Regions from separate parts of the Mus musculus genome. Here regions 2, 3 and 4 are each linked to region 1. Evidence: chromatin contacts called from public HiChIP or PLAC-seq and promoter capture Hi-C data. All regions are on one chromosome and are shown on one strand. Each heading gives the region's core, a stretch centred on a gene start, on an enhancer-like site or on the middle of the called end of the contact. The rest is flanking DNA. Distances are from core to core; before and after follow the strand shown.

Evidence for each region. Promoter capture Hi-C pulls out the DNA fragments that hold promoters and counts their contacts. HiChIP or PLAC-seq counts read pairs in DNA pulled down with a chosen protein or histone mark.
Region 2: a contact with region 1 is called in an H3K27ac HiChIP or PLAC-seq map of epiblast stem cells. The contact joins the promoter of Srprb here to the promoter of Amotl2 in region 1. A contact is called at or near these places in 1 of 39 promoter capture datasets (the 3T3-L1 cell line), 2 of 115 datasets of contacts at active chromatin or transcription factors (epiblast stem cells and extraembryonic endoderm stem cells) and 1 of 9 other capture datasets (adipose tissue).
Region 3: an HNF4G HiChIP or PLAC-seq map of pancreatic cancer cells shows a contact between it and region 1. The contact joins the enhancer-like site here to the promoter of Amotl2 in region 1. A contact is called at or near these places in 1 of 39 promoter capture datasets (cranial neural crest), 3 of 115 datasets of contacts at active chromatin or transcription factors (embryonic stem cells, pancreatic cancer cells and trophoblast stem cells) and 1 of 9 other capture datasets (adipose tissue).
Region 4: a promoter capture Hi-C map of liver shows a contact between it and region 1. The contact joins the enhancer-like site here to the promoter of Amotl2 in region 1. A contact is called at or near these places in 3 of 39 promoter capture datasets (the 3T3-L1 cell line and liver), 3 of 484 Hi-C or Micro-C datasets (the HL-1 cell line and liver), 2 of 115 datasets of contacts at active chromatin or transcription factors (extraembryonic endoderm stem cells and pancreatic cancer cells) and 1 of 9 other capture datasets (adipose tissue).

Annotation. Positions count from the first base shown.
Region 1 is chr9:102,713,296-102,720,161 of GRCm38.p6, forward strand. Amotl2 (angiomotin-like 2) reads left to right here and starts at 4,509. Exons shown (of 10, transcript NM_019764.2): 1 at 4,509-4,607; 2 at 6,786-6,866. The coding sequence starts at 6,848.
Region 2 is chr9:103,197,554-103,204,419 of GRCm38.p6, forward strand. Srprb (signal recognition particle receptor, B subunit) reads right to left here and starts at 4,512. Exons shown (of 7, transcript NM_009275.4): 1 at 4,359-4,512; 2 at 3,734-3,828; 3 at 1,236-1,313; 4 at 1-67. The coding sequence starts at 4,506.
Region 3 is chr9:103,088,120-103,094,985 of GRCm38.p6, forward strand. It overlaps Slco2a1 (solute carrier organic anion transporter family, member 2a1), which reads left to right. Exons shown (of 14, transcript NM_033314.4): 14 at 1-146. Among named protein-coding and RNA genes, the nearest start is that of Rab6b, 21 kb to the right of the region's middle. Within about 2 kb of position 2,427, at least 49 of the 459 cell types and tissues checked have an H3K27ac peak or open chromatin away from gene starts, as enhancers often do. A contact at or near this core is called in pancreatic cancer cells, where this site is marked.
Region 4 is chr9:102,985,519-102,992,384 of GRCm38.p6, forward strand. Gm31434 (a long non-coding RNA gene) reads right to left here. Exons shown (of 3, transcript XR_871114.2): 3 at 4,742-6,210. Among named protein-coding and RNA genes, the nearest start is that of Gm31434, 13 kb to the right of the region's middle. Within about 2 kb of position 3,148, at least 20 of the 459 cell types and tissues checked have an H3K27ac peak or open chromatin away from gene starts, as enhancers often do. A contact at or near this core is called in liver, where this site is marked.

The DNA of each region.
Region 1 (6,866 bases), core at 3,259-5,758:
GGGAGTGTGCCACCAAGACTGAGCAGGCCTGCCTTTGAAGTGGCAAAGCTTTGAAACCTCAAAGCCTGCCTAGAGTGACATACTTCCTCCAGTAAGGCCATACCTCCTAAACATGCCCGAAGAGCACCACCAACTGGGGCTCAAATACTTAACACAGGAGCCTCTGGGGTCCACCCACATGCAGACCACCAGAGATGGAGATTCTTTCAGCTCTGACGGTGCCTCTCAGGGGGCGCCCAGGACATATTTGAACAAATAAATGAGATCTGTGACAGAATAGATGCCGGGAAGGGTGAACAGGGGAGTGGCTGTGTTTCATAAGTGTCAACCCTCTTTGTCTTGAAGGCTGTGCTCCTCTAAGGCCACAGAAAACCCAGGAAAGGCTGAGAAGGGAGAAAAAGTCAAAAATCAAAATTGAAGCTATTAATCTGTTTTCTAAAAGATCTGGGTGCTGGGAATGGTGTCACACATTTAATCCCTGCACTCAGAGGCAGAAGCAGATGGATCTCTGTAAGTTCGAGGCCAGATTGGGGTCTATGTAGTAAATTCCAGGCCAGCTGGAGCTACACAGTGAGAATGTCTTTAAAAAAAAAAAACCTGGGAGATGTCTAGCCCTGAATGAAACCTTGTCCCAAACACTACTCTGTCACCAATACCTTACCCCAGATTTAAGACCCACCCTCCAAGCACTTACCCCAACAGCTGAGATGCCCAACACTAGGGGGCACTCTTCCATCACAGTGGCCCTGTCCTCACTCCTCCTCTAGGGGAAAAAGTGGAGGCTCTTTTCTGTAAAGACTGACACCCCAGAAACTCCTCATGTTGGATGCAGCTTCTTGTCACGGCTAGAGAGTCTTCCCAGACATCAATGGCTCATCCACTAAATCATTATCCACCATTCTTAGTTTCACAGCAAGTAGAGGTGTCAGGGGTTAAATTCATCTGTCTTAGTTCAGGGGCCTGAAGGTGGCAGCTCTGGGCTCCCTTCCCCATCCTCCGTGTGACAGCTATCTAGAGAAGAATAAACTAAAGGGCATCCTTCTGCAGTTTCTTCTTCTATGCCAACATCCATTTGCCATGACTTCCATGTGGAACTAGGTTCATGGTTGGTCTGGCCACATGTACACCCACACGGGGAAGGAAATGGAGCAATGGGCAAAACTCCTCTCTCCTTACCATGGCCATGGATAACCCCACTCCTGCAGCATCACCAGACTGAAGACCCACAGAGGATGGCCAGAGGCTCGAGGAGTACACGCAGCCCGGAAAGTCCAGCCCCTTCGGTTGTAGAAAAGCCACTCCATACCTTCACAGACACGGGGCCTTAATTCACAAATGCTCCATCTTTTGAGGATTTAACCCCCGAGGACACAGCCCCTTCCCAGCTACCCTATGTGAGCCTGCTGGTCTGAGACCTGGGAAGAAAAAGAGGAGGTCACAGTGATGGAAAGCTGGGGATCTAAAGCAGAGGTAGGGGCCATTGAGGATGAGCAGAAAGTGTGCAGAAAAACAAAACAAAACAAAACAAAACAAAACAAAACAAAAACCACCAAAGGCTCTTGCTTGGCTCCTCCACCAGTGGAACAGAGAAGGGTTGGTATTTTCATCTCTGTGGCACTTACATCATCAGCTCTTCTAGTGTTTTGTTTCTGGCCCTGGATACTAGTCGGCTTCCTGTTCCCATAACCTGTCAAGTAGAGTGTCAAGGGAAGCTGGGAAGGGGAATTTCACAACCAGCTGGTTTCCTTTGATGTTGCCACGAGAGCCCCAGAGTCCCTCCCCCCACCAACCAACCATTTGGGAAGTAAGTAAGCAGGTCTCTTCTGGGTAGCTCAAGGCAGGGGGCTCGGCAGAGGACCTGCCCTCACATTCCAGCAGGGGGCTGGGAGGTGCAGCTGCCTGATCAGGATGAGGAGGGAGGAGAGGGTATGGGCATCTGAACAATTTGCTAAACCCAGAACACACCTCGGATGCAGCCACACCCCTGTGAGCTGAGCTCTCCAAAGCAATGGCTTTCTCTGAGAACTGGGTCAGCTTTGCAGCTATCCCCGGGCAAGTTTCCAAACCCAGCAAGTCCCAGAGTCATCAGGGAAGAATCGTTACCTGCAGGGGGTGGGGAGAAATCAGGGAGAGAGAGACCGAGGTGAGGTAGGAAGCACCTGCCTCCCTACTTGGGTCTCTTTCTCCCTGTTCTCAGTGAAGATGGATGTGCAAGCAGGCTGGCCACCCCAGGGCCCACCAGTGTTTAAGCTCCCCTGGGACATTTGAGACAAGGCCACGGTCTCAATCCAGCACCCTGCAGAGCCAGGTGTGGTTGCCAGCTCAGGCAGATTCCACTGAGGCCTCAGGCCTGACCTTCTTGCAAAGAGGAGAAAAAAAAATGTGTGTAAATTCCATCTGAGACTCCCTCCCCAGACTCTGTCCCTTTGAGCCACATACCTAAACTGACTCAGGGCTTGTTTTGGACTGAAGTAGGCTTGCCCACCCCCCCAAATTGAACCTTTGGATTCTAGCTGCCTTAAACTGGCCCCTTTCTCAGAGTATCTCAGGAATGCTTGTTAGTCAAACATTTGTTAGGTGTCAGTGAATCCCAGGACTGCGCCATATGGCCTTTCCCCTGATTTTGTAATGCAGAGCATATGTGCCTGCACCTAGTAGGTGTCTCTCCACCAAGGGTTTCCAAGAATGCTGCCCATGAAGTGAGGGCACCTGGGAATCCCTTCTCTAGTCTTTGTCATAGGCTCCTACCGCAGCCAGCGGGGACAATGGTGTGTGTGTGCGAGCCACAATTTCTCTTTGTAAGGTAGCCTTTAGCTTGGCACATTTGTTATTTTCTCATCTGTGTCAGACACAAACAGAATCTAAAATGCAATATTTGGATTTCAAGTAAAACATATACACATTTTTTTGTTTTCTTTTTAGGCTTTTTGTTTTATCTTATATGTATGAATGCTTTGCTTGCATGTACGGTCAAACACCATGTAGGTGCCTCGTACCAGCATAATTTAGAATTGCCTATCAGATCCTCTGGAACTGGAGTTACAGATGGCTGTGAACCACCAGGTAGGTGCTGGGAATCGAAGGCACATCCTCTGTAAAGGCAGCAAGGGGGGTTAACTCCTGAGAACCCCTCCCTTTTAAAGGAAAGCTTTATACAAAAATAACCACATCCCTGACTATTGAGTTTGAAAGGTTTCTTGTCCTTGGTCCCCTCCAGCAAACTTAGGAATTGAGAACGCCGAGGGAAGGAGGGGGTTGGGCCCGGCAGTCCCGCAGCAGAAATTGGTCCTGATTCGAGGTGGATGGGACTGAGGAATGCACGCTCTAACCAGAAAGAGGGTGGGGGGGGCGGGGAGGGGAGGGAGTCAGAGCAGCTAAGCTGGAGGAGTCTCCTGGGGAAGTAGAAGGGTCCAAATGACAAAGGAGTCGATTCCACACCAAAAGCCAGAGAAGCGGAAGACAAAGAGGGTTGGCTAGGTGTAGACGAGGTGGAAAAGACACTGAAACTCGGGACAGGTAGGTGGAAGCAGAGACTCTCTGCCTTGTCAGGTTACGGAGACCGGATTTTGAAGACCAAGAAAAGGGACCTGGCTTCATTGGCTACTCTCTGTGTGACCCTAGGCAAGTTGTTTAGACTCTCTGAACCTTGGTTTCTTATTTATTACAGACATGATAAGAGCACCGTCGGAGGGTTACTGGAGTCGGATGGCCGAGTAAAAAGCAAGTGGTGACCCGCCGCGTGCTTGGCTTAAAGATGAGCGGAGTTAGGGAGGAGTTGGACCGAATGCCCAGTGAGTGGTTGATTCATTTAGTTAGGTAGTGGGTTAAATCCACCAGATTTTCAACCCAGATTCACACACTTCCTGTAGAGGCAGGATTAAAAGAGCTGGCCAAGGTGTTTGTAAACAATAAAAGTGCAATTCAAAGTTTGCCGCTGGGGGGTGAAATAGTAGGAGTTAGGAAAGAGGCTGGGCAGCGGCGGGCCGAAACATCGTTTCGTCTGCAACACTGTCAAGGCTGGGCGGATGTGAACTGCTGTGCAGTCCTCCCGCCATTTCCAAAACGCCACAGACCCTTCTTACAGCCACCATAGGGGCGTGAGAGGCTGATCCCTGGAGTCGTCCCTCGGTGCCTGTAGGAATGGAGGGTGAGAACCCGGTGCGGGCAGTGGTGGGGCGATCTTGGGACGAGTTGGTTAAGACACTCCCAACAGCTAGGACACAAAGCAGGGTGGCAGGGAATGAATGCCGCACGGCCGCCAGAGCCCAGAGTGGCAAGGGGACAAGGCTGAGGCCAGCCCAGCGGCCAGCCGCAGCGCCGCCTCCCGGGAGGAAGGCGGGGGCTGGCCCGGGGAGCGGAGGGAGGCGGAGAGCGGAGGAGGGCGGCGCGCTGAGAGGTTATTTGTGGTTCGCTTTGATCCCGAGGGGGAACCTGAAACTCTCACATTCCTGGCATAGCAGCCGCCTCCAGCGCGGGCTGACCTAGAGGCTGCGCACTGGGGCGCGAGCAAGCAGATCATCGGCGCCACCGACTAGTGCGCACCTCCGTTGCTGACTGTACCTAAGCCGAACCGGGTCTGCGTGCGCCGGCAGCCGCGGGCCGCAGCGGTAAGCAAGGTGCCGGGCACTCCGGGCAGTGCGCGAGGCCGGCGGGGACGCTTCCCAGCAGCAGCGGGACACCGCGATCAGTCCGACCCTTTCTGGAGATCGGAGCTGGGGTGGACGAGCCTCCCCGGGAGCGGGAGGGGAGACTGTGAACCCTTTCGAGGATCGATCCTGGGTGTCTAGCCTAGACTGCTCGCGCTTTTGTGGGGGTGAGGACACCATTCTCCGACCCACTGGGGCTGGAGGAAGGACAGAGGATCAGTGTTTGGGAGTGTGCGTCTCGCGTGCGGGGCAAGTGAAAAGCTGCGGTAGGCATATCTCGCTGAATTATGAGGTTACCGTGGCTGCTTTGTCTGGATTGGGGATACAGGTGGCTTTTACCCTCAGCTAGCTCAAGAATTCCTCTTTGTCTTCCTTGGAAAATCCTCTGCGGAGCCACGAACTGGCTCTCACTTAGAAAGAATGCAGCCTGCTGTCCAGTCCGGTGACGTCAGCGCTGAAGTATTTGGAAAACAAAGAGGGTTAGGGAGAGAGGCGTACCCGCGATGCTTAAAGACCTCTCGCGGTTGCGGGTTTTGCTCGCCCGGGGCGCTCGGGCAGCCACCGGTGCTAGTGGTCTGCCTCGGTAGAGGTGAGTAACGCCGGGACCCTGGACTGGCCTGGTTGACTTGGAGACTAGCGTTGGTTCCTTTTGCTGGAGTGAGCCCAGGCCAAGGCCAGAGACCCGTGTTTGCTTAGAAAGGTGGCTGGTTTTCCGAGTGCAGCGCTCCAGTGCAGCCCAGGTACAGCGCCCGTGTAAGGAAGTTGATTTTCAGTAAGTGCTCTTATATAAGTATTTGAAAGAAAGATTGTGCATCTAGGGGATTCGATTGGGACGTTTGTGCGATGAAAGGCCTCGGAAATGTTCGGTGCTCCGAGAGCCTGGCTCATAGTCGGCGCGCCTGGAATCTGCCGGGAAGGCTCAGCATTCCTTCTAGCCGCTCCCGGATCCTTAGCGCGAGTCAGCCCAGACAGTGATTAACTTAGGAAATACCGCGTAGAAAAAGCCGCGTGTGAGCAGACTCTTCAAGTCTTACACATTGCAGGGTGCAGTTGGGGGGGGGGGGGAGGATTAGTTGCTGGCTTGGGTATCGTCAGGGCTCATTACCTTTCTCCAGCTCTGCCAACATACCATTCCCAAACTGAGGTAGGACAGGGGGCTAGCATTAGTATGGCACAGAAAGGGGCCACCACCCCCTTCCTTTGTCTCCCCCCTCGCCTCATTACCCCATCAACTGGCATAGGTAGTTGTTACTAATATCAACAGAGATGCAGAGGGATCATCCCCTGTGTGCCTCTAGCATACACGTAGGGAGGGGTTTTTCTAAGTAGCAAATGTGTGTGCCAAGAAAAGAGGTTGGTGGTCATGGAAAATGTTTCCCTGGCTCAGTTACTGCAAGCTCCCCTCTGCCTCCTCACCAATTTCCATGGGGCTTCTTGTGCTGCTCACCTTGCAGAGTGGCTGCTAAGGTCATCTGTGACAGGGAGACTCAGATTTATTTTATCAGCAGCCTTTGAGCCCAGGGTCTGGCTCACGCGTCTTTATTCTAAAGAATCAATGGAATTATTTGCTTAGGGCTTCTTTCTGCTGGGCTACATTCTTTCTTTACCGCCTGCCAGTAAACTGGGAACCCTATTGCTAAGTGGTTGAATTTGATGGACGCCTGTCCTACAGTTTGCCCATGAGATTGTTTGGGGTAATGGCTGACTGCCGGGGACTGTGATATGAGATAGCCTTCTGGTTTTCTGTTGTATATCTGTAAGATCAGCTAAATCTCCATAAATGTTACAATGATAAGCATTTGCCAAGGATTTATAGCATACCAGGCGCTCAGCTTCTTACATTTCAACTCCAAGAGACACACTGTGTGTGTGTGTGTGTGTGTGTGTGTGTGTGTGTGTACATATATATGTATGTATATACATATATGCATATATATATTTATATTAATGGCAAACTAAGGATCAGAAGCTCAGTAACTAAACTTAATCAATAGATGGCCATATTAGCACTTGCATCTGGGCCTGTGTAAAACCACCCACCTACCCACCCAGCCTCCTCCTTCATCCAGAGTGTTCCTGCAAGTGCCCCTCCCTCCTTTGTTTGTGCTTCCTTTGACTGCTATTCTTTCTGTCTCTTAGGTGCTCTGAGACCAGGTGCCTGCTGGCCATTGTCTAGGCAGGTGTGTGCAAGCCAGAGAAGCATGAGGACACTGGAAGACT
Region 2 (6,866 bases), core at 3,262-5,761, 480 kb after region 1:
AGCGATCTAAGAGCTGAAACCTCAAGCTCTCATGCCCGGGGAGGTCGATCAGAGTCAGGCTGTTACCCTGAGGACAGCAAGAGTGACATCACATCACCATTCGGTCCAGCTCCAGGTTCACATAGCATAGATCTTCACCATCAGATCAGCACACTGGAGCTGAGCTCATGAATCAAGCAAATGTTTACTGCAGGCAGCAAGTCAGATGGATTTCTGTTGAGGATGTCTTAATAGTAAACACAGGTGAAGGAAGGGTAGTGGCTTGCCTAGTATATGTGAGGCACAGAAAAAAAGTTTTAATCCCAGCACTCGGGAGGCAGAGGCAGAAGGATTTCTGAGTTCGAGGCCAGCCTGGTCTACAGAGTGAGTTCCAGGACAGCCGGAGCTATACAGAGAAACCCTGTCTCAAAAACAAACAAACAAATAAATAAATAAATTTTTTAAATTAAAAAAAAAGGCACTAGACATTAACAAGGCTCTGGGTAATAAAAATCTAACTATGGGACGGCTTCTAAAGAGAAGTCTGGCTAGCAGAGGCAGAAAAAGACAACTACTTTTAGCCAAATGATTGTCCTGTGTCTACATACTGCCTCCTTATACCCGAAAAAGACCCAGTACTTACTGAACCTCATAGTAATGTTGGACAGACAGAACCTAAAAATAAAATGTCTTATACCCTGTACGTAAGTTACGAGGATGGGTGGGCAGGACTAAATCTGCTACCTATATTATCGAGGGCAGATCTGTTTGTTATACAGAATATGTTCTACGTAAAATGAAGCTACACAAAAGGTACCTACATCTTCAGACTACTCCATCCAAGAAGGTTCTTCCTTGACAAGCCACAGTGCCCCAGTAAGCTTTGTTAACTTGACACAGCTTCCAGCCATGCAAGAGAAGCCTCAACAGAAGTCCCTCCATGAGACTGGCCTGTGTGCATGTCTATGGGTCATTTTCTTGAGTCCAATGTGGGAGGCGCCATGTTTAGGCAGGTAGTCCGGAGCTATGAAGAAATCTAGCTAAGTGAACTGAAGAGTGAACCAGCAAGCAGCATTTCTGCATGGCTTCTGCTGCCAGGACCCTGCCCTGAATTCCCTTAACAATGAACTACATCCCGGGAGTGTAAACAGATTAAATCCTTTCCTCCCCAAGTTGCTTTGGGTCAGCAACACACATGACAGTAGAACTTAGTAAAGAAGAGTGTCAGATTCTAGAACATTCCAGATACCTCTTACCCTGTTATTGTTGACTTTGTATATGGCAGAACTATCGGTAATGGAAGTCTGTGTGTCTCTGTACTGGCCAGTTAGCAACTGTAAACAAAACAAAACCAAGACAGACAAATCAGGGTAAGCGAGTTACAATAACACTGAATGCAATGTAAAAAATGACATTTTCATTCTGTGGAGAGTAAGGTCAAATGAACGAATGCTACTTGAAACAGCTGAAAACGATCATACTGCTTTATTTTTAACTTGTAGAATAGTGATTAATTACAGCCGGGCAGTGATGGCACACGCCTTTAATCCCAGCACTCGGGAAGCAGAGGCAGGCGGATTTTTGAGTTCGAGGCCAGCCTGGTCTACAGAGTGAGTTCCAGGACAGCCAGGGCTACACAGAGAAACCCTGTCTCGAAAAACCAAATAATAATAATAATTAATTACAAGCTTTATTCCTTCTTTTTGCAGTGCCATCAGAAAGTGGCACCCTGGGCCCAACATTATTAGTATTATTTTTAAACAACAGCAAGGGGCCAAATTACTGACCTGTAAAGATTTTAGGCACCAAAACCAACTCAAGGCCTCAGGAGATGTTCAGTGGACATAACACTTCCTGTGTAACCTTGATGACCTAAGTTCAGCCCCTCTGAACCCACATAAACCCAGATCTAGTAGTACACACATTCACAAGCCCAGTACTCCTATGGGGAAAATGGGAGGGAGACAGGACAATCTCCAGAAATTCATACTAGCTTGCCTGGCACAGCAATGAGAGAAGACCAACACTTCTGGTCCTCTGACCTCCACAGATGTGCCAAGGCTCACACGTACCAGCCCTTACACACATGAATGAACACACACACACAATTAAAATAATAATAGCTATTACTACTACTACTACTACTATTATTATTATTTATACCCTCCAAAGGAAGAGGGTAAATTCTCCATAGTAAAACATGTTCAGTTAAAATACACTGGCTTACATAAAACTAAGTGTTAGTAAAGGGAGGCCTCTCTAGCTTAAGACTGTCGAAGGAGGGTAATTTTTGTCATGATTGTGATAATGCTGGATTGCTCAGAACTAGCCATGCTGGGACTATTTTAAGTCACAGAAATCAGCAAAAGTTATTGGGCTTCCTTTATCCTTTATTGATTGTTTAAAGAAAGAATAAGAACGCAAGCTACACTTAAGAATATATGTCTATCCAGGCAGTGGTGGCACAGGCCTTTAATCCCAGCACTTAGGAGGCAGAGGCAGGTGGATTTCTGAGTTCAAGACCAGCCTGGTCTACAGAGTGAGTTCCAGGACAGCCAGGGCTATACAGAGAAACCCTGTCTGGAAAAAAACAAAATCAAACAAACAAACAAAAAAATGTATGTCCATAACCATTATATTCTGAGTAGCCCAAGAAACTGGTAATGCATTTTTTAACAGGTGTATGTACACTGAAGGTTGGTTGATGTCGGGAGTCCTTAATCTTTCTCCACCTTATTTATTTACTGTTTTTGCTTTTTTTTTTTTTTTTTTTTCCCTGACATAGGGTTTCTCTGTGCAGCTCTGGCTGTCCTGGAACTCATTCTACAGACCAAGCTGGCCTCAAACTTGAAGAGATCCTCCTACTTCTGCCTCCCAAGTGTTGGCTTTAAAGGCATGGACCACCACCACACAGCCAGCCACCTTTTGTGAGGCTGTGGTCTCTCACTGAACCCGGGGAGAAAACCAACTAGCATGGGTGGTGGTGAGCCAAGGAATTCCAGGGATCCATACCTCCTAGGCCCTGGGATTGCTGACAAGAACTTCTGGACCTGGCTTTCACGTATGTGCCACCGATCCAAACTCAGACCCTCATTTTTTTGCCAGGCAAGAAAACAGACTGAGTCACCTCCCCATCCCCAGACCACGTATTCTAACAGCATCGTGTGTGTATGTGTGTGTGTGTGTGTGTGTGTGTGTGTTTTTACAGGTTTTCCTAGAGTCTTTTTTATATAACTCCCAGGGGGCTGGAGAGATAGCTCAGTGGTTAAGAGCACCGACTGCTCTTCCGAAGGTCCTGAGTTCAAATCCCAGCAACCACATGGTGGCTCACAACCATCTGTAATGAGATCTGACTCCCTCTTCTGGTGCATCTGAAGACAGCTACAGTGTACTTAGATATAATAATAAATAAATCTTAAAAAAAAAAAAAGAATTAACTCCCAGGGCTGGAGACTCAACTAAGTTGGATAAGATCCCATCCTGCTTCTAGCAAAGGGACCTGAATTCAATTCCCAGCACCCACATCAGGCAGCTTTGAAGACCGACTCTACAAAATCTGACACATCTGGCCTCTACAGGTACAGGCACTCATGTGCATATACCCACACACATACATATAATTAAAAAGAAAAAAAAATATTTTTAAAAACATGTCCTAAACTTGCTGTACCAAATAAACTGCAAGATGACAGGGCTACGGAAATGCCTTACCCATCCCTCTTAAGTCTAACCGAGGTGAAAATCAAAGCATTACCCTGACAAACAGCAACGTTTTCCCAGAGTCACAGAGACCAACGAAGAGAACAGCTCTCTGACTGCTCTTTCGGCTCCAGATGAACTTCCAGAACACTGCAGAGAAGAGAAAGGCAGCCTTCATTTTCTAAAGACATTATTAGTAGGCATTTACGACAAAAAAACAAAGCGTCCATCTGGACTACTTTCATTGTCACACGGATTAGAGTCAGTTTTGTTAGGAACTCACGGAGCGCCAGCCACTATCAACTGTAAACCTTTTCACGTCTATTTCCCTCATCCAAATGTGGAGACTAAAAGTATACACAGAATGATGGATCTGGGAAAAATTAGTGGCTTGCTACATTTGATTGGTGGATTTCTACTCTACCTTAGTACCCCAGTATCTCAGAGCCCAGTTCAGACACAAGTGGCTCAAAGTTGGAATGAACGATGGCGGCCGCAGCGCTCAAGCGCACAGGGCCGCCTCATGTAAGTCCTGTCCCAAGACCCAGGTCACTTCAGCGTCCCCTTTCCACACTGCTGGGTCTGGAAGACGAGTAGTAGAAGAGGGAACGCAGCCGTCCGCCTCCCTGGCCTGCGGCGCCGAGCCACCCTGCCCTCGCCGTGAATGCCGGCCGCCTCACCCAGCGTCAGCAGCACCGCCAGGAGAGCCACCGCCACGGAGAGCAGCGTCGGATCCCTCTGCTGCAGCTCCTGTCGTAAGGAGTCGAGGTAAGGCTGGAAGGCGCCACCGGCGCCATCGCCAACTCGCCGGGTGTTCGCCGAAGCCATGAAAGAGGTGTGTAGTCTTCCCGGGCCGCCAAAGTTACGTGGCTCTAGGCTCCACGCCGTGGTGGGGCGCGGGGCATCACGGGAGTTGTAGTCCCTTAGGGGTATCTCGGCTAAGTGCCTGATGGGAGTTGGAGTTTTTTGGTTTCTACAACCCAGTTAGCGAGTGTATTCATATCGGCATGCTTTGAGACATGTATAGCTTTGTGGAATTTTTTTTCTTTGCATTTTAATTTTTTATCTTTGGAGAATTTCATAAATGAATATGATGTCTTTTGGTCAAACCCACCCCTCTACTCCCATTTCATTTCGATTTTTGAAAGAATGATGACTTTTAGCAAAATTAACGGCTACAAAACTTCATTTGAGGGTGAGGATTTCTACTCGGCCGTTACATGGGATGAAATTTATGAGAGATTTTACCACAGTATGATGTGACCGAAGATGTGATGGAGTCACAGAGAATCCACAAAGACACATCAAGTCCTTTATGAGGTCAGAGAAAAGTAGCTAGAGATGGACCTGAATCTTGGAGGATGCATTAACCTATACCGGCAACTAAAGAAAACAGAAAAAGACGCACGGAAGAGAAGCTTGAGTAAAAGCCAATGACATGTGGGAAACTCGGGAATTCTGTGTCCTGCATTGACACGTCCAGCACGGAAAAAAATGACTGCATTTTAAAAAGCAATCAGGAAAATCAGTGCTCGGGAGGATGTGGAGGTGTCGACGATAGATTGATCATTCCCACCCAAAGGAAGCAGGCCTACTCAACCAGGTAGGCCATTTGAGAGGCCCAGAGTAGACAACATTTTTCAGTTTCTCAAGAGGACTTATTTATAAAAGATCTTCATGGGAACTCTTCTACTTAAGATTTCATCGGGTAATCGAAACATTTAAAAAAAAATGTGAGCTTCAATTTAAAAATATCTCTGCGAGTCAGAAGTGGCCAAGCCTCGAGGGCCATTTGCAGCCTCTGTCATTAAGTAGCTGTCATTATTTTAAAGTATTTAAGTACAGGTCTGCCTGGGAGATGACAGGAAAAGTCGATGTCACTTAAAGGCTAAACAAATTCATTAAAATGTCGCACTGCCACATAAAACCCCAACTCCTGCAGGTACCAGGAAGAGAGGAAATGAGACATTCCCTTCCTCTCTAGTGTGGCAGTGAGTGATTGGGTAGGAAATGAAACAAAGATGTTAAAGTTTGAGTTTGGAAGGTTCGCAATGTGATTTCGATTTCCATACATCCTCAAAAGGCAGAGGGCAGGTGAGAAGAAGCCCACTCGAGAGGGCCACTCCGTTGGCCTTACCATCGCCAGATACTGAGTCGCTGGCTACAGGCTATGTATAAGAATGATTAGATTGTCCATGGAAGCAAAAGTGGCAGAAAGGCAGCTGGAAAAGTTTGTAGGAATCAGACCTGGGAGTGGTTTTGTGTGCTATGCTGAAGAACTCAGAGTTTACTCATAGTATAACAATAAGCTGAAGGTGACATGGATAATTGGCAGATCTGTGGAGAACTGTGACTGGAGAGAGAAAAGACTGAGGCTGGGGGAATCAATGGGAGTCTCTTGTCGTATTTAGGCAAAAGATACTTGGAGTCTAACACAGGATAAAAGTGTGAAATCCGGGGCTAGAGAGATGGCTCAGTGGTTAAGAGCACTGGTTGCTCTTCCAGAGGTCCTGAGTTCAGTTCCCAGCAACCACATCAGGTGGCTCACAGCCATCTGTAATGGGATCTGATGCCCTCTTCTGGTGTGTCTGCAGACAGCTACAGTGTGCTCACATACATTAAATAAATAAATAAACAAACAAACACTGAAAGTGTGAAATACAGGGTAAAATTTCTGAGATATTTAGAAGTTAAAATATGTAGGTTGTAATGACTATAAAATATATAGTTGCTGTTGTTCTATTACTGTGAAAAGACACCATGACCAATACAGAAGAAAGCATTTAATTGGGAGCTTTTTTGTTTGTTTGTTTTTTTGAGACAGGGTTTCTCTGTGTAGCCCTGGCTGCCCTGGAACTCACTCCGTAGACCAGGCTGGCCTCGAACTCAGAAATCCACCTGCCTCTGCCTCCCGAGTGCTGGGATTAAAGGCATGCACCACCACCGCCTGGCAGAAGAAAGCATAGAAAGCATTTAATCGAGAGCTTCCTTATATTTCAGAGGCTGAGTTCATGAGTGTCGCAGTAGGGGATGTGGCAGCAGGCAGGCATGGCACTGACACAGTAGCTAAGAGCCTACATCCTGATTCAGAGGCAGAGAATAAGAAACTGGGCCTGGTGTGGGTGTTCAAAACTTCAAAGCTCACTCCAGTGACACACCTCCTCCAACAAGGCCACACCTCCTAATCC
Region 3 (6,866 bases), core at 1,177-3,676, 370 kb after region 1:
AGTGGGCTCAGTCACAAACACTATAGCCATGAATATCACAGTCATAATTGATCATTTACTACTATTCAGCAAATCTTGCCTCTCAAATGCCAGAGGGGCTTTAAAGATCTCACTTTTTTTTTTCCAATTAAAGAGCAAATTGTCACAGACTTCCATGAGTGTATCATGCTCAAGATTGCTGTTAAAATACAGGAACACCTGGGCTGGAGAGATGGCTCAGTGGTTAAGAGCACTGGCTGCTCTTCCAGAAGTCTTGAGTTCAATTCCCAGCAACCACATGGTGGCTCACAGCCATCTGTAATGGGATCTGATGCCCTCTTCTGGTGTGCAGGTGTACATGCAGATAGAGTACTCATACATCTTTTTAAAATGCAGGAACACAGCCGAGCAGTGGTGGTGCACATCTTTAATCCCAGCCCTTGGGAGGCAGAGGCAGGTGGATTTCTGAGTTCGAGGCCAGCCTGGTCTACAGAGTGAGTTCCAGGACAGCCAGGGCTACACAGAGAGCCAGGCTACACAGAGAGCCCTGTCTTGAAAAACAAAAGAAACAAAAAATGCAGGAACACCCTTCCCAAAGCCTGAGGCCCCTTTCTGTGACTGTAAAAGGAGTCCTGAAATTCCACCTTCCAGGAAGATGAAGGTAACCCCTGAGCCCTGTGTGATGTGGGTCACCCATGCATAGAGCCAAATCCAGGCAAATTGACCGTAAGGATTAACCACCAAAGGTGCCTTTATATGTAAGAAGGTCATAGTAGGTCTTTGATCTCTTCTCCTTGCTTCTCTGTGGAGCTTAGGAACCCTGTAGAGTCTGGCTCGGGGACAGAGTTCCATTCCTGGGCACAGCCAGAGCTATCATTCTCTGCTGCCCCACCCAACCTAGGAAATGCACCATCCAGCCTCACAAAGAAGAAACCAAAGAAACAGGAAATAAAGGGTTTGCCATCCTTTGGAAGGGAGCGATATCTACCAAGTGTCCTTGAGTCCAAAGCCTCTGGCAGGACCCTCGTCCCAGCCTATGATGGGAGCCACACTAGTATGTCTGAAAATGTAGAATCCTAGGCATGTGGAGCATGCCTTTAATCCCCGTACTTGGGAGGCAGAGGCAACTGGGTGTGTGAGAGTTCGAGACCAGCCTGATCTACATGATGAGTTCCAGGACAGCCAGGGCTACATATTGAGACCTTGTCTTAAAAAAAGAGAAAGAAAGAAAGAGAGAGAGAGAGAGAGAGAGAGAGAAAGAAGGGAGGGAGGGAGGGAAGGAGGAAGGAAAGAAAGAAAGAAAGAGAGAGAAAGAGAGAGAGAGAAAGAAAGAAAAAAAAGGAAGGAAGAAAATGAAAATGAAAAAAGAAAAAGAAAAAAAGAAAGAGAAAAAGAAAGGAGAACTCCAAAATCAAGGAAGCAGCCAGCAGAGAGCTTTCACAGAAAGCCCAGGTCTTTCTGGCTGCCCCAAGCCCCTCTCTTCTTATAAGTCATTCTGAAGTTAGGGCAAGCCTTGGGTAATGAGAAGCCCGCCTCTTTTCCCATTGAAGTTCATTGGCTGGTGAGAAGAAAGAGGAGGGATCTCTTTAGGGTTGTGTAGGTTGGGTGATAGAGGTTGGGAGACCAGGTGATGTCTCAATTATTTACATTCTAGTCAAGCATCCCAAGAACATTGTAACTATTCATCAAACAAAATCCAGTGAGCCCTCTGGGTACCACAAGGTAAAGACCAGACGTGGAGAAAAGGGACAGAGAGGAGAAAACTTGGAGAAGCAGAGCCATGAGATTGAAGCACAGACCTTTGGGGAAATGTCCCATCTGGTAACTGCTTATCATGTTCTCGCTTAAGAAACAAAGCCATGTTGTATTTGCCTTCAACACTTTCAAAGATGGAGAGATGCAGCTAAGCTGGGTCCTGAATTACTGTCAACTTGATAGTAAAATATTGTATTACAGCTTCCCAGAGAGATTGGCAGTGGTATGTGTATGTGTGTGTGTGTGTGTGGGGGGGTAATCCTTGCAAATCCAGAAGAAAAAAAATTCCTATCTTTCCCAGCCACAGGGACTAAACATTGGAGGTAAAAATGTCCATTCCCTGCCAAGAAGGCCAGATTTGCTAACCTTTCATCGGTGATTAAATATGTAAACAGGTCCTGGGCAAGCCCTTGGCAAATCATTAATGAGAGAAAGCCTTCCTCTCGTGACAGGCCCGGCCCATTTATCAACCTCCACACCCATTCCCAGCCCTGTTTGGTGGCCACAGGACACAGGGCTCTCTACCTTGACAAAGTCTCTGCTCCTTAGGCACCTGCTACACTTTGATAACAATAATAAAATGTACATAGTTCGCTACAGTTTGCCAAGCCATGCATTTATTTACTGAACTCCTCAAACCACCCAGAAATAGGCTTGGCTAGGCTTCAGTCACATGACACAACACACCTTTATCTCTTGTTTGCACAAAGCCCGTGGCTTGTTTGGGTGACTCTCCAGGGCAGTGGCTTCCAAGGGTGGCTCAGAATGCCAGCTATTTGGACTTGAGGTACCTCTGTTTCATCAATCCACAATTAATGAGGCAGGAAAGGAAGCTAAGAAGGTCTCGCCATGGGAAGCAAGTGTTTTGGCCAGAAGGCGCATAGTCTTTCTGCTCCCAGGCGCTTGGCCAGAACTAGTCTCACGGCATTATCTAACTGCTGTACAGATGGAGAAATATAATCCTCTGTGCTCAGAGAGGAGAGGAGCAGACTTAGGCAAGTGCTAGAATCTTCCACCATGGGGAGTGATTCTAGGTGAACCAATATGCTCTCTGAGACCCTTCAGTCTTGTCAGGCTGTTGGAAGAGGGATGAATACAGTCAGAGGGAGGAAGCATCCACAGCGGATCCCTAGAGGAGAAAAGATGATATCTCAGCAAAGCCAAGGCTGCCTTAGAGATGGAAAAGTGGAGAGGACAGGCCCAGAAGAGGCAGAGCTGATGGATCAGAGGTTTAGAGATGCAGGGTCAGGAAAAAGGTTCTCTTTAGTTGACAAAGACTTAGGCAAAGGATGAGAAGGCGGAGGAGCTAGGGGGGATGACAGTTGATTGAGCATGCCCCCCAAGGGGCGGGGCTTATCTCGAGGGGAGGAGTCTCACCCAGAGCTTCTTCCTGAATGGTGAGGCCATCAGGACCATCACATCGATAAATGAGGTCCCCTCCGGTTGTCAATCACATTTTATTTGTTTGGTAGCTGGTGTGTGCAAGAACCCGCCATGACACATTTCCTGACCTTGCAGCGTGTATACTTTGACCTAGGGTAGGAACTTGACCAAGTGCTGTGGATTCCATTGGGAAATCAGAGAAGGGACCAGGGCTGGTTTCGAGGGTCAAGAGTGTAGGGAGAGAGGACAGCTAAGTTGTGAACAAAGGTAGAAAGGCGAGCAAACCTGTGCACATTCTGAGAATCCCCTGATCAGGGAACCTGAAGGAGAACAGGAGTAAGGCTAGAAGGGTAGGGTCTAGGCTTAGCGGGGGCCCCTTAGGCGTCCTTCGGGACTGGCTTAGACCAGCCCATTCAAAGCCTGGAGAATGGCCTTAGAGACCAGTCAACCAGTCCCAGAAGGGCGTTCCTACCTCAAAATACAGCCCCGGGTCCCTGAGAGGGAACTGCTACACCCCAGAGACCAGAAGAGCCGTCCTCCTGAGCAGCCCCAGCCAAAGTTGGCTCCACTATATGTCCTCTCTCTCTCTCTCTCTCTCTCTCTCTCTCTCTCTCTCTCTCTCTCCTCCCCGCAGTGTGGGAACTGGAGTCCCAGGGGTGTAATTGAAAGCCAAATGGGGCAGCTTATTTGAACAGGTTTTCTGTTCAGGCTCCTAAACTTCTCTTTGCACTGTGGGTTTCTCAGTACAGCATTTCAAATGTATACAGCCCCTAAACCTTAGAAGTCTCAGGTGGGGCAAGCATTTGACTGAATGTTCTTAACTTTCACAAACACCAGCTTACAGAAGAAAAATGGAGGTGGGAGTGGGGTGGGGTGGGGTGGGGTGGGCCCATACTGGGAAAAGGCATTTGAAACTCCAGAACAGCTCCAGAAGTCGGGAGTGAAGATCAGAGAACGCCAGGCCCTTTGTGCTTTGCGCTTCTAGTGAGATGCAATTATCAGACGGGGAGTTTGGAGTGCAACTGGTCTCGCTTCCAGCAGGGTCCAGACCTTATTCTTGCAGTGGCCGGCGCTCCGGGGCACTGCTGTCGTAGTCTGCCACTAGGCGGCGCCGCTCACCAGCGCCGCAGTGAGGCAGCGCCACAGCGGGATCACCGCATGCAGCTTGGCAGAGAGGGCGTTGCTGAGGCCAGGTTGCTCGCTGCTCAGGGCACCCCTCAAATACACCGCCACCCTCTGACACTTCAGGCTCCCCACCCAAGCATTCTTACAGACCCTGTGGGCACTCCCAGGCCCTGCGAACTGGCATGGGTGGTCACTCTGCTCCAACGTGGGGCCCCTCCCATCCTGGGGCTGTCAGCCTCGCCATGATCTTACAGGCTTAAGTATTCAGTGGCTTCAGGGAACTCAGTCACCTTCCACCTCCGCCTTCTAGGTCTCCGGTATTTACCAGTGTACCCCTTGGGCCTCAGGAACGTGCCTCTGAAAGAAATCTCTCATAATCGCAGGCACTGCCCGTCTTCAGAAAAGGTCTCTGTGCCCCAGTCACCTTCTAGGGCATTCGGAAAAGGACTGAGCTCCCTAGGGCCAGGATAAACAAGACTAACAACACTCTTGCTCCTTGGAAGCAAAGGCAGAAGTAGCCAGGAAAGCTTTAGAAACTGACGCACCCTCCTGACCCCCCAGGGTTGGCTGATCAATTCCAGGTTCAGCAGAGCTTGAAGGAGACCTTGACCGACACCAGCATCCCGATGCAGGGGAAACTGGATTCTCCACCTCTTGCCTTAAGCCTCCCTTCCTTGACTTCTCTATGTCACCCATTAGCATTCCAGCCTTAAGTGATTAGGCCAAAATTTTATAAACAAGATGAAGACATATTTTTAAAGCCCGTTCCTGGCAATGTACGACTAACATCATTTCACCGCTTATCGTTCCGTACATTTTATAAATGTAGATGAGAACACAACCACCGTGGCCATTAAAGTGTAAAACAGTGTAACTCCCAGCAACTAGGTGGATATTGGGTTGAGTACAGTCTCTGCCCATTTTACCACCCTGCCCCCTTGGTATAAGTTAACCTAACTTATTCGAAAGCTCAATGTAAATGGTATTTTGCAATCCATCCTAATGTTTTTGAGATCCATTGCTTGTGCCTGTGGTTATTCTTTTTTTTTTTTTTTTAATTGTTCCGTGACACTCTCTTGGTTGAATATGACACAAATTCTGTATCTATCCATCAGGTTATTTAGTTAGATGTCAGGCCATTTTTTTTTTATTATGATGAATAAAATTACTATGGAGATTCGTGAGTGAGTTTTTTGTGAGTTTCCATTTCTGTTGGAGACATGTCCAGAAGTGAAAAAGCAAAGGGATAGCTCATAGGCTATCAGAGATTAACTCTTTCCAAAGTTGAATGGCTTAGCATCTCACTAGCGATGCAGAAGTCTCTTAGTGTTTCCAAAAGGAGCTCTGTTGAGGTTTACGTGGGGTGCAGTCATATCCACACATTCACAGTCTTCTGTCAACTTGTTTGGATAAATGTATGTGTTTATCCTAGACTGCTGTAGCACCACACATGGGCTCATGTACTTGAATATGTACTTGAACCCCCAGTTTGTGGCACTGTCTGGGGAGAGAGCTCAGCCTTGCTGGAAGAAGTGCCCTGGGGAAGCCAATTTTTTCAGCCTCACCCTACTTCCACATCCCTTTCTTTCTACTTCCGGTTGCCACTGAAATATGATTTCTAAGATTTCTCCTCCAGCTCCCAGTCCTGCCCACCTCCCCCCCAAACAGTAATGGACTCTCCCTAGGAAGAGTGAATCAGGCTTCGTATTCACTGAGCTATTACATCATAAGTGGTTTTGTAATTCATATTTTATACTCTTTCACTGTGGATGACCTGAGACACCTGGAAGATCCCTGGTCGTCATCCTCCTTCGCCTTTTTTTTCTTGTCGGTCCTCACATTACCCTTTCAGGGAGTTGTCTTCAAACTCATCAAGTTTTCTTCTGCACCCTGTAAATATATTCTTGCAACCACCCACACATATGTTCATTTTTGTTTTATGTTTCTCAGGGCTAAAAATACTGTTTCTTTTTTTATCACTTCCATAATCTCTCTGCTGAGTCCCGGTTTATTGATTCAGATTGTAGTCAAAGACTGGAAGGTCTTTGAACTATTTATAGGAGCTACCTTCAACTCCCTGTCTGCTCAGGTAGACATCTGGGTCATCTCATACCTTGGCTGCTTTGATTTCTGGACTCTGGCCACATTTCCCTTTTTATTTGCTAGTCTAGTTCTTTTTAATATACCCTGGACATTATGAGTGATGTTCTGTAGAGGCTCCAGATCCCATTATTGTTCCATTTCCCTGATGTTTGGGATGGAACATTAAGGCCTTGCAGATGTGAGTCAGACAATCAGCCATTGACCTTCATACCCAATCCTCTGTTATTATCTCCTAAGGAACCATGGTTCATATATATATATACACACACACACACACACACACACACACACACACACACATATATATATATGACTGATCACTTAGGACAGTGGTTCTCAACTTGAGGATCACGGCCCCTTTGGCAAACCTCGATTTCCAAAAAACATTTACATTATGATTCATAACAACAGCAAAATTGCAGTTATGAAGTTGAAGTAGCAACGAAAACAGTTTTATGGTCAGAGGTCACCACAACATGAGGAACTGTGTGAAAGGGTCACAGCATCAGGAAGGTTGAGGA
Region 4 (6,866 bases), core at 1,898-4,397, 270 kb after region 1:
AGGGGAAAAATAGAAAGAAAACAAGGCCACCCACATACATTCTATTCTTCTCAAAAATCCAGCCCTGCCAGGAGTAGCTATGAGTTTTGGTTCATTGTCATGTGACCATCACTCTGCAGCCCCTGGTCTGTGTCTGTCTCATTATTTGACACAGTCTTGATTTAAGAAAAAGGAGCTGCCAGGATCCAACCTGTCAATTACACTGTCTCCACCCTTTACCCCAAGTTCCCCTGGCTTTCCCTGTGTATCTGTGACACACCCAGGGGTATGTAGGAAGAGTGGATAAAGTCCCAGGCCTACTACCTTGCTCCCACATACTTCCTGAGTCTGAGAACCCTAAATTCAGCTGGGGGGAGGAGCAAGCCCATCAGAACTGGTTGGTGTTCAAATAGCTGCTGTCGCTGGGTAGTGTGCAGAGCCCCTAGGAGGTCTTCTGGGTGTTGGAGGAACATTCAGCTCTCAGATGGATGTCCGGTTCACTCAGGTGGTTTTAATGATGTTTTTCAATCCTTCCATCTTCCTATGTTACATCCCGTCTGCCCTACATCTGGATGTTTTCTTGTAGAGGCAGAGCAATGCTCAGATGTCAAAGTCTATGACCTCTAATCTGTTTGTACAAAAGGTCAGGCTGAAATGGGCTTTTCCTGGCAGTTCCAAGAGTGGATTAGCAGCCTGTGTTTGCCGGTCTTATGGCTGGAACGACCTGGGTAATCCATCTTTCATCCTTCTGTCAGTGTGGATGGCTCCCAGGAAGGGAGATGATGGAGGTGCTGGCCTTGGTCCCCAAATGTCTGAGAACTCTCTAGATGTCCTCCACACCTATGGCTGTCTCAGCAACCCACGCTAGAAATGACAAAAGCAGCCCACAAAATGTTTGGACCTGCCCGTATTTGTTGTGGACGCCATAGCACCCAAGTTCATTGGAATCTATTGCCAGGGACTTTTTCTCCCCAAGTTGCCTCAATAGACAAGGTGGGGGGTGGGCAGAGAAGCAAGCAGGAATGCATGTGTCAAAGATGTCGAGGGAGTTTCCTGGCTGTCGCCACACACTGACTCCTTGTTTCTTTAACAGCTTGGTCTAGTTGGCATTCAGAACCCTATCCTGGAAATCCTAAAATTCTGACTAATTTTGTAAAAAGTGAGAATGTGTTGGCTAGATGAATCTTACAGAGTCAGAAAGATGTACTCTTTCTGAATAAAGAGTACCAGTCATGGTCCAGAGGACCAAACAGTGGCTCTGACCACAGCCGAGGTCTCACTTGAGGAAGAAGCTGGCTGGCGAGACAGGGGGTCACGGGCTCATCTGGGTAGGTGCTTTGCTCTCTTTACTTCAAAGTAGCTCCACGCTGGCTGACCAAATGCTTCTCTCTCTGGGACTGTCTAGTCAGAGACTATCTTAGTTACTTTTCTGTTGCTGTGAAAACCACCATACCCAAGGCAACTTATGGACTCATGGTTTCAGGGAGCTGGAGTTTATGGTGGCTGAGCAAGGTGCTGGGAACACCTGTGAGCTCACATCTGGATCTGAAAGCAGGAGGCAGAATAAACACATAGGCAATGACACAAGAGTTTGGAAACCTCAAAGACTACCCCCAGTGACACAACCCTTCCAACAAGGCCATACCTCCTAATCCTTCCCAAACAGTTCTACTAATTGGGGACCAAATACCCAAAACATATGAGCCTATGGGGGCCATTCTCGTTCAAACCACCACAGGGACAAACAGAATAGAAAACAGAGGAGGTGGGGTGTAGATGGAGGGATGAAAGAGATGCAGAAGTACCAGTAAGTTATGTCCCATGAGTGGCAGATCTGTCAAGACTTAAGTCACAGATCCCAGCCTAGGGGAACAATGAGATAGGCATTATACTCCTATTGGCAGAATCCTTCCCCTAGGCTCCAATAGGTTAGGCTCATATTCCAGAGCTGAACACATTGCTCGTGAGACTTAGAGGAACTCACAAAGCTCTCCGAGTCTCCACAGGCTTCCAACATGGTTGATGGCTGTGGCTTGTCTCCTCAGCTGTAAGACTGTAAAAGACAATGCCCATAGAGTCTCTGGTGCCTTGTCAGAAACCCAGGCAGAGCAAGTGTTTGACAAGCAAAAGCTATCATTATTGTCAACCTGGCCTTAGGATCAACCTCCAACCCCCAAGTCCTTGCTATAGGCACTGCTGATGTTCTGTTTGTTAATGGATCCATTTGTCCAGCCACCCATCCATCTGTCTATCCAAACTTCCTTCTTTTCAAATAAACAGCTTTGATGTGAAGTAACTTGCATGTCTGTGTTTCTTGCATCTTGGAGGAGGCTGTTCAGAATGGAAATAAAAAGAACCTTCTAGGTGCACTGAACCCAGGTTACCACACCACTTAATCCATGTAGCCCTCAGAGGACCTGGGCTTCAAAATGTCTTCAGTATAAACAGGATAGACTATAAATAATGTTGAGAGTGATGCCCTGAAGGCTAGGGTAAGGGACATTTTAAAACAAACTTTGGCAGGGTGCATCTAGGGTCTTGGGGCTTTCTGAAGGAATTCTAGAAGCATACTCAGTGACTTAGTGTTAGTTCAGAGACCATCTACTTGGTGTGTGTGTGTGTGTGTGTGTGTGTGTGTGTGTGTGTGGTGGGTGTGTGAGGGACAGGAATGGTGGGTATATAATATGGATATCCTATGTCCATGGATATCTATGTTTGAGGCTAGGATGGATGAGTTCATGGGTGTCTTCTGGAGAGGGGTGTTATGCAGTTTTATATCTGGGGAGGGATATGTGTGCAGGTAGGGAGGTGTGGGTGAGGGCATCTCCTGTGAGGATGGGCACACTCACATGTGACCATGGGGAGTGTTCCCAGTGTGTGTGTGTGTGTGTGTGTGTGTGTGTACTGCAATCTCTGTGAGTGCCTGGTGAGGGGACAGCTCTGCTTTACCCTCAGGAGCTCCAGCCACCAGGTAAAATGGTGCCGGCCAGGCCACATGGTCACTGGCCATAGAGCTACACTGACAGACTTTACAATGGCCGATTGCACCCAGGAACCAAACTCATTCAGGAACCCGTGCCAAAGTCCAAAAAGGGGGGAGTTCCAATGACTTTCCTGGGATTTCATCTCAAGGGGCACAAAGTGACCTTTGACTCTTACACCTGGCCAAGTTCCTGGTCCCTTCCCTCAGTGAGGGAAGAGAGCCCAGGTTCCTGGTTCCGCCCCACAGCCAGGGAGGGGAAGAGGTTTCACTTTTCTTCTTGTCATTTTCGCTTTCAGACTCTCTTGCTGAAACGCTGAGGAAGAGAAGCCCAGGGCCACCGTGAGCAACGCTGGGTGGAGATGTCCCTGCCTCAGGAACTGGCCTGGTGATCAGCCTGATCCAGCTGACCTGGTAAGACAGGCTATGACCTCACTGAGCATTCTACACTAGCTCTCTGTGCACTTAAGAAAGCAATTTCCAAGAAGAGGTGTAACATGGTATGGACATTATGGCCCAGGCCAGGTGGCTGTCAGACCTAGCACTGAGAAAGGACATTAGCTGCTGGTTGGCCCAACCTCAGGTAAAGGAAGATGCTAGTGTCCAACCTCACATGTTAACATGTGAGTGTCAGGGATTGCGGCCCCCAAGAAAACCTGGCTCCCAGAGATCCCCATCCTGACCTTCAGTAGTCATGTCGTAGAGCCTGTGACTGTGTTCTCATGCCTGGCCAGGTGCTAAGAAGTTGCTGGCCACTCTCAGAGCATCTTATCATACAGGTCACATCTACTCTCTGGTAAATCCACCTTGTGGCATAGGCTATGAAAAACAGAACCAGCCTCCCCAGCTGCCCACAGCTAGTCTCACTGGAGTCTGAGCCTGGCCCTACACTCTGTCTTCCCAGGGTCTGCATCAGATCACATCAGCACACACAGACATAGACACAGATACACAGATGCACAGAGGCACAAACACAGGCACAGACACAGGCATAGACACAAACACACACACACACACACAGGCACAGGCACACAGACACACTTAGACACACACACACACACATACCATAGATATTTCATACACATAAGCACCACACACATACACACACACACTCTCATATACACATACACAGGCACACACACACACACACACTCTCATATACACATACACAGGCACACACACACACACACACCATAGGTATTTCATATCCTAAGATGTCTAGTCTACTCTCGAGCTGCTACCCATCCCTCACGGTCCACCCAAGCTGTTCTTCTCTCTACCCTCTGCTTGTCCTCCTACCCCCAACCCTCCTTTAAAGGCACCCTTTGTTAACAGGCTGTACCAACAAAACATGTCCCGGAGGACTCTTGCCATCCCTCCAGCTGCATCTCAGAGAAAATAAGAATAGGCTTAACTCAGGAGAAATGAAATTCCTGTAAGATCCGCATCTCCTCCCATCAGGCACTTGGCATTGCAACCTCAAAGGCAGAAATCATCACAAATTTTACGTATAGCATCTAGTTCACCAACTTCAACCTTCAATCTGTCCATTCAAATTGCCATTAATCTTTCTACAGAAATACTCCGTATGCCCGAGACAAAATATCAGAACCATGACATCTCCCCTCTGGAATGAATTAAATTAAACTGAGGTTCCCTTAGAGGTCACTTGAGAATAGCTTTCCTGTCTCCTGCTGATCAAAGAAGCTTGACTGGAGTAGATGTTTATCAGTAGCATCTTGGAGATGGCTCAAACAGCCTTTTGTCACTTAGTAAAGGGCCTTCGGGTTTAGTATTTTATTGTCAGGACATTTTGAATTTTAGACCAGCTTTTAGTATAAGCATGAACCCCCCAAAATGGGATAACTTTCATGGTCTGCTATACACAACACAGAACATATGGTTTATCTGAAATTCAAATTGACCTGGCATCAGGTGTCTTATCCAGTGACCTTAAGCTCCTACATCCAATGGCTGTGCTATCAGGCATCAGAGGCTCAGCAAGGGAATCTGTTGCCATAGCAACCACTAAGCTTGTCAATGATTTTCACTGAGGACAGAGCCAGGTTCTTCCTAGCACTCACACCCTCTCCAGGGTTCTAGAAAGTAAGCTTAGCCAATACCCTGGATGCCTGGTCCTGAGGTCACTCTGGTGTCTTTATGTAGCAACTGCAAGCCTGGTAATGCCATAAGCTCACACTTCCAAGTTCCTTCTGTTTTCCTTTCTCTTCTTCCTGTGAACATGTTTTCCAGAAAGAAGGCAAGCTCCATCAAGAGAGTGGTGAAATCAACCATCCAGCGACACTGTGTCTGAGCAAGGGCGACCCCTGTGAACACAGCGGGTATAGCTTCCCCACAAGGCCAGAGTTGGGCTTTGGCTCAGCACCATTCAGGATAACACTCATCTGTAGGTTAAATTACAAAGATTACTCCCTACATCATCTTCAGTGATGCTTCCAGTCTCACTAAGGGCATCAATGAGGATAGGCAGCCAGATTAGTACTCATTGAAAGTGAGGTATTTGCGAGTTTAGATTGATGTTGCTCATCCATCCTGTAAAACATGACATTTTGGGTTGATTTGTTTACTCGTGTAATTGTGAAAGGGCTTTGGCACGTATGCAGCTTCCAAATTCCACAGCTGTGGCAGGGTCTGCTTTGCTTCCCTGCACACACAGGATTTTGGAGACATGCTGACAGCTGGGGTGGACCTGTGAGGGGCTTGGGGGGCTGACTGGCACAGAGCATTGCTGAGAGCTGTCCTTTCCACAGCTTTTAGAACCTCGCCAGACATATATCCTTCAACAGCAGGCTTTGTTGAAACCACAGGCTGGTTAATGCAGAAACCTGCTGGGAGCTTTCTATTCCTTCTCGTCGAGGTTTTCCTTGAACTAGGTCCACTGTTGAGAGATCTTGCGTCTTTAACTTGGGCTGGCAAAGGGTCTGGATTGGGAAGGCAGTGGACAGACCCTACCTTGGGAGATTTGGAGAATGCACACCATGTTCACCGTCCTCAGTGTCTCTGAGGCACTTGGGAATCTTATTGTAGATAGGCAACTTGGGCTGCAACTTTGGATCACACAGTCCAACTTCCGTCCCTGCTAGCTGGACTTGAACAATAGTAGTCGTTGGCCACAGCTATATATGGGAAATCTTCTATGCCCAAAGGCCGTGGAAGTAATATCTCTCAAGGAAAGCCACTCGTTCCATTGTACCGCTTGATGTAAGTTTAGTCTATAGAGGCTGGTGTTTCTGTAGAGGATGATGAATTAAAGCAAGCTAGAAAGAAAGGTTTGGTCCCCACTCCCACATACCCATGCCTTACATCATGACACACTGCAGAGTGAACTGCAGACCACGCTGCTCTGCCGTATCTCTTAGCTATTTTAAGGAACTTGGACGCATCTCCTAGTCTATGGGATGTGGGGGCAATCTGGCTGCCATATCTGTCACCCCATTGATTGACAGGGTGGGTTTGACTGACCTGAGTGGCTAGGCGGGGGTTGCTTTCTTCTCTCACTGTTCCACATATGTCTATCCTGAAGCTATGTGCTTGGTTGAAGAAGATGACCTTCTCTGAAGAGAGGAAGATTGGTCTCTGGTCAAGGGTACCAGTCAAGGGTATACAAGTAGCTGCATTCCCCTGCTAGAACTTCCAAACAACAAGGTCAACCAAGCATGAAAAGAGACACAGCTCTGAGTGGCTCTTCCTCATCATTGCCACTAGGCCAGGAGCTTGATTGCTATGTACTGATGGCCAAATCAACCCTTGAAAAACATATGCATCTCTTTTTATTGGCTCCTTCAATCGTTCATATCTCTGAAGCCCGGGGAATAAGGAGTACCACTTTTTGACTGAGGAATTCACAACGACAGGCGGAGATGCTCACAAGCATCCCCTTGCAGCT